Linked DNA regions of Zea mays: region 1 is linked to region 2. A link is a contact called in public Hi-C data. All regions are on one chromosome and are shown on one strand. Each heading gives the region's core, a stretch centred on a gene start, on an enhancer-like site or on the middle of the called end of the contact. The rest is flanking DNA. Distances are from core to core; before and after follow the strand shown.

Region 1 (3,154 bases), core at 492-2,991, 330 kb before region 2:
TAGTCATAAGTAAGGAACATCAAAGCAAAAGGTCCATGTTCTACCTATTAATGGAACTACCTGCAGCTCTCTGTTTGATAAAGGGGAAAAAGTGAGAGGTCAAACTTGAAAATAGTTGCAACTTGCAAGCAGTTCTTGCAGGAAAGCTACTACATCACGCAAACAAGAAATACTGGAAACACATTATTAGAGATGGCAACGGGTACAAACCCGTCGGGTTTTGTTATCCCAAACCCGTACCCGTGAAAAATATTTACGCCCATTAAAAAACCCGTACCCATGACGGGTTTGGAATTTTGCCCAAACCCGTACCCATCGGGTTCGCGGGTACCCACGGGTTACCCGCGGGTTTTATCTCCAATATGCTTATTCTTTTTATAATCAATAAGTATCGTAATGATTAATGAGATCATGGTCCAAAATTTATGTAATGAACAACGAGTTCATGATTTGTTATAAAAATATTAATAGAGAGAATTAAATACAAATAATAAGTTGTATAATCAAGTTACCTTGCACTAGGTTATACATCCACCACATATATAACACTAGTAATAACTATAATAGCAAGCAAGCAACACTCTCACCAACTACTTATACATTCACTATTTGATAAAAATTAGGAAGTAAATAGGTAGATAACAAGTTTGTTGTTCGTTTATAAAATAAAATGACAATATGCACTAGGTTTGGTCGGGTTTAAAAAACCCACGGGTTCACGGGTTTGGGTACTATAGGAACAAACCCGTACCCATGAACCCGTCGGGTATACATTTATGCCCATTAACAAACCCATGGGTATGAAAATTGACCCAAACCCGTACCCTAATGGGGTAAAAACCCATCGGGTTTCGGGTTTCGGGTACCCATTGCCATCTCTACACATTATGCATCGACCAACATTTTGCTCTGGGTAAAACAAAACGACCCTATTATTTTCCCCCAATAAACACAGTATATACGGTTTCGTGTCCTTAAACGAGATTCAGAGTTCACCAAAACCGCACAGTTAATCCCATAAAACCCCAAACATTTGCACATTTGAATAAATCGGGCTACCAAATAGTCAACCCCTCCTCCTGAAACTCACACCCCTGCATGAAATCCAAGTATCTCATCGATAGACGTCCGCGCATTTGTTGAAGAAATGGGTTTGTTTTTCACTAAGAAAATCTGTCCCCGCCATCCTCAAACCCAACTTTGGCCTATCTCCAGCGCCCGAATCCCCACCCATTGATCTTCAGCATTAGCGTAGCGAAGTAGCAAAAATGGCAGAAGTTCGAAACTGAATGAACTCGGTACCGGCCCCAGAAACGAACCGGCAAATCCCATTACCTCGGTCACGGTGAGAACCAGATCAACGCAGCAGAGCTGTGGAGGAAGTGGATTCCTCGCGCCTCCTCGCTCCCTATCTCCCGCGCGGGCGCAAAACCAAAACGCATTGGTGTGGGGACCTGAGAGAGTTGGGGGCGAGTGGGTGGGTGAGCTTGCTGACCTACTCTACTCTACTCTACTCCCTTGGCGGCTGTCCGGCTGAATGACTGAAGTAGGGAAGCTAGTGGTCTGTGGCCTGAAGTCTGGAGAGTGCTCTGAAATCTCAAATCCGCGTCTTTCGATCCGAGTACAAAATAGCATAAGCTCGAGGGACTGGAGTTCAAGATTTGCCGGAAGTATCGAGTTTAGGTGCTTTGGAACAGCACTTTAGCGCATCTCGAGCTCAAGGTGTCTCCTCTAGTTGCATGCTAATTAAGGACATTAGGTCACGTATAGTCGAGAGACACCAAAACGGTTCTCTAACAACAAGATATAACTAAGATACTCTATTATACAATGAAGTGTTTATAAATGTAGTCTATTAATAAATATATAATTAAATAAGTTTATACAACATCATATTGATAGAACAGACGACGAATTCGTACAGTGTGAAGTGAGGCGTCTGTTGCTACTTGGGTTACGAGCCAGATTCGTCTTTTCGCGGAGAGACGACTCCACGTTTTTTGCGAATACCCCTTTAAACACCTAAGGGCATCTACATTAAACACCATTGTACATGCTCTTAGTCTCCAGCGGTTTTCAAAATTTACTAATGTTGGCATCTTTTTAGGCCAAATACTAACGAACCTAGGACCTTCACGCGACGTGCAGAATCCTGGGGTCAGTTCTACGGGATGCCGGATGGGCCGCGATAGAGCGTCGGACCGTCCATGATACAGAGAGAGCTCTCGGATAAACCTAGATCTCGCCTTTTGTGAGGGACCCCATCGGAGAGAAGAGACCGTAGGGTTGCTTAGGGATCGACAAACCACCTAAAGCACAAAAGAGGTGAAGACTGAGATTAGGAAATTACAACTAGCGCTATGTTACATCTAGACCTAAGACATGAAGATAAAATAATGTAAATAGATTGGTTTATGGATTGTGCGCGTCTCAATCAGTCATACCCCTTCATATTTATAGGGAAGGAGGTTTGTACCTTACTCTAAGCGAAGTACAATAAGATATCGTAAGAAATAGGAAAGATCTCACAACACATCAGGACTCACGCTCAAACTAATCTAATCCTGAACAGTACTGACTAATAAGCCAAACTGTCTGAGAGCCGGACCGTCCAAGCTTACCTGCGGACCGTCCGACATTATCTGCCAAATTTCATTTTCAACATATTCCCTGCCATTTTGGTGGAGGTCACGAACCAAACGCACTTATACTACCAGTTTTCTGCGAATAGAACCCGCCATCCTTATACTTTATGCGCAGGCCCCTGAGTTATTACAAATAGACCCTATCCTTTTAAATAATTACAAATTATGGTTTAATTTTTTATTTCAAACTTTCAAACTTGTTTATTTCATATCTTTTACATATGAACTCCAAATTTAGTGATTCAAATTGTAAAATGTTCATAGGATTATTCTCTGTTTAAATAAATTAGTTACATTTACATTATGTACATTCTAATTTTATGGTTAACTATGAACTAGTATATGTATAGATTTGTTTATTTAAAAAAATAAAAAGGGGAAAACCCTAGAGATTAAAAGCATGTTTAATCTTGTGAGATTAATAATGTATATTACATGAATTCATCTCTGGTCTAACTTTTAGGTCACAATAAAATAAATTGAACTAGGTTATGTAAATATGGACAACA
Region 2 (2,915 bases), core at 329-2,828:
CATGCTGTGAGCCGTAAGGCGACGAGGGGACTATCCGTTGACAAACCTAGCACTAGCAGAAGACATCCTCTGCCTCGGTGTGCATTAATGGTGGGTACGTGCCTGCCCTGCACAAAACCAAGCTTCCACGTAGAATAAAAAAAAAGAAAGTTACCGGTAGGCATCGTGACGGCCACGCAGCGCCCACGACTCCACACGCCGCAGCGGCCCGAGACTACTTTAATGCTGCAGTGTTGGGTCAACGGCCCTGCCATGCCCATGCCCATGCCCCTGGCGTCCAAACTCCTCCTCTTCGTTCGGAGGTGAGTTCAGTTGAGAGCGCTGAGCGGCGGACTCTGCATGATTCGCGAATTTTCTATTCAGGCGTGCTCTGTCTGGGAGAGGTGGCGCTCATGTCCTGGCACCAGGGCGCCTGCTCCCGGCATGCCTTGTCCGATAGCCATCGGCGCCACTCCACTCCAGAGCAGCCTCTCTCGGTCGCGTCGGCGTCGGCGTCGTGTGAGGTGCGGTGCGGTGCCGGGCGCCTGCACTGGAGAGCTGACAGGAACGATGGGGTTTTTTCTTTGGCAGAGTCCGGCGGCAGAAGCGCGGCGCGGGCACGCCGCCGCGATCCCGACGCGGCTGCCGTACCCGTACGTGCGCGCACCGTGGGAACCGGACACGCGCACGCCGCCCGGGTCCGGGGCGCTTCTTCCTCCCAGTCCCAGGGCCAGACCTGCCCGTGCGCTGTTTGGATCGGGCCTGGAGCGTTCGATAAGTTTGGGTCGGAAATTTCCCTCGGTGGATTTGGATGCAGCGAAGAGAGTCTTGGGCATCCTGCACGCAAAGCTACTCGTACACATACATACATAAATCACGCGCAATCAGCGGCCGACCCGCCGTACTTACCGAGTACTGTAGGCCATCCAGCCAGCCAGCCTGCACTGTAGGCCATCCGATCCTCGCACGGTCGATTTCTCGTTGGCGTTGCCCTGGCCCCTACTGTACCGTACGTCGTCGCACCGTCACCTCCTGCCTGGGCAGGCTAACTAATCCACTCCTCAGTCCTCACACAGCTCACCGGGCCAAGCATGATGCATGATTGCTCGTCACGACGTCACCTCGCCAAGCTTGTCCCCCAATCATTTCCCCTTTGTGTTTCCATTCACTTTTTTTTTACTGAACTCTTATGGCCCGCTGTCAGCGAGACAAACCTGCTGCTGCTACTACTACTGGTTGTTGTTGTTGTTGTTATTATTATCTTTGGATCCCCATCCACTATGGCAACTGGTTGACCCGCTCGAACCACAAACTGTACGTTCATGCACGTTCCTGAAGCAACCGTAATCTCGCCGCGATTTTTATAGGCACTCGCTTCCGTTCCACGCATGATAATATATATATATATATATATATATATATATATATATATATATATATATATATATATATATATATATAAAAAAAATTAAATACTAACACAACAACAAAAACCAAGCCTGGTTCAAGGTAACGCATCATCACACCTCTCGACCGCCCCCTTCTCTTTCATCAATCAAGGATCACAGAGCTGCCAAAGCCAGAGGAGCGTTATCAGAGCAGGGAGGAAGAAGAGCGTTGTGTTCGACGCAGGAGAATTTCGAGGGACAGCGACTCGACTCGACTCGAAGCTCTGGAGAGATCTAGCGGGGCTCCGGTGCAGCCGATGCATGGCAACTCGCAAGGGCTGAGCTGCTCGTCACTGGCGTAGGAAAGGTGAGAAAAGGGGCCAATCTTTTGCTTGCCATCTTCAGCGCACCTTTCATTCCATTCCATCTTTGCAGAAGCCGAGCCGAGTAACCCAAGGCGTGCTTGTTTCTTTCCATGCCTTTGCATTTGGAGATGGAAATCACATGCGCCGTCGCAGGGCTGGATAGAATTCGTTTTGGCTCTGCGTCTAAAGAAGGTTCAAAAGAGAAGGGCGTCTGGATCTTTAGCCGTTTCAAAAAAAAAAACTTCCGTCTCGTCCTTTTTCAGCTGCTCTGCATCTTTATCAGCATGCCATGATGTAGCCATGATTTTTAGTATGGAGTCGTCGCCTCACCGATCCCCTCAAAAGCAGCAGAGCTCGTGCAGCAGCACCATAGCCATAGACAACACACAACAGGGGCGTTTCGCCAAGTTTCTCGATCCTCACCCAAGCACAAATGCTTTCAAAAAATACCGCATCTGCTACTACACGGATTATATATCCCTTCCCTGGCCTACCTAGTGCGTCGCCTTCTCCCGTTTCGATGGACTTGTCGTGTCCATTCCAGTTGCAGCAGCTGGTTATAAAGCCATCTCGTGTTCCGTTGTTTGGTGTGCAGTGCCGTCGTCGCCATGGACAGGGACAGCAGCTCGTCGGTCTCGGCGTCGGACGGGAGCTCGGAGGCGGGGGAGCGCGGCGGGTGCTGCTCGTCGCCGCCGTCCACGCGGAGCCTCGTCGACACGGCGGGCAACAACCTCATCAGCCGCACCGCGTCCGACGCGTCCACGTCCCTCTCGGACCGGTGCAGCAGCGTCGACGTCGACCACAGCGGGCCGTTCCAGCCCGCCGCCGCCGTGGCCAAGCTCATCGGCCGGTCGTCCCCGCCGTCCGCCGCCGCGTCGCTCAGACGGCTCAGCATCAAGCCCCGCGCCGACGTGCTCGACCGCCGCTCCACCGAGGACGGTACGTAACGTAACGTAACGAAGCTCACTACTCAATGTTCTCGGTACAGATCGATCACCGTGTTTAAACGTCACCCAACTCGATCGGACCTGGTATGGTATGTGCGCGCAGAGATGGAGCTGGTGAAGGAGCGCTTCTCTAAGCTCCTGCTGGGCGAGGACATGTCCGGCGGCGGCAAGGGCGTCTGCACCGCCGTCGCCATCTCCAACGCCATCACCAACCTCTACGGTACGTAAGCAACCGG

What was found. A called contact is a pair of places that touch in the nucleus more often than the background predicts.
Region 1: a contact with region 2 is called in a Hi-C map of tassel, with 5 times the contacts expected there. The contact joins the promoter of LOC118476023 here to the promoter of LOC100191669 in region 2. A contact is called at or near these places in 6 of 25 Hi-C or Micro-C datasets (bundle sheath, ear, endosperm and 2 more).

Annotation. Positions count from the first base shown.
Region 1 is chr1:89,479,299-89,482,452 of Zm-B73-REFERENCE-NAM-5.0, reverse strand. LOC118476023 reads right to left here and starts at 1,741. Exons shown (of 3, transcript XM_035964048.1): 1 at 1,336-1,741.
Region 2 is chr1:89,148,411-89,151,325 of Zm-B73-REFERENCE-NAM-5.0, reverse strand. It overlaps LOC100191669 (pollen-specific kinase partner protein), which reads left to right and starts at 1,578. Exons shown (of 8, transcript NM_001137098.1): 1 at 1,578-1,734; 2 at 2,328-2,671; 3 at 2,783-2,899. The coding sequence starts at 2,341.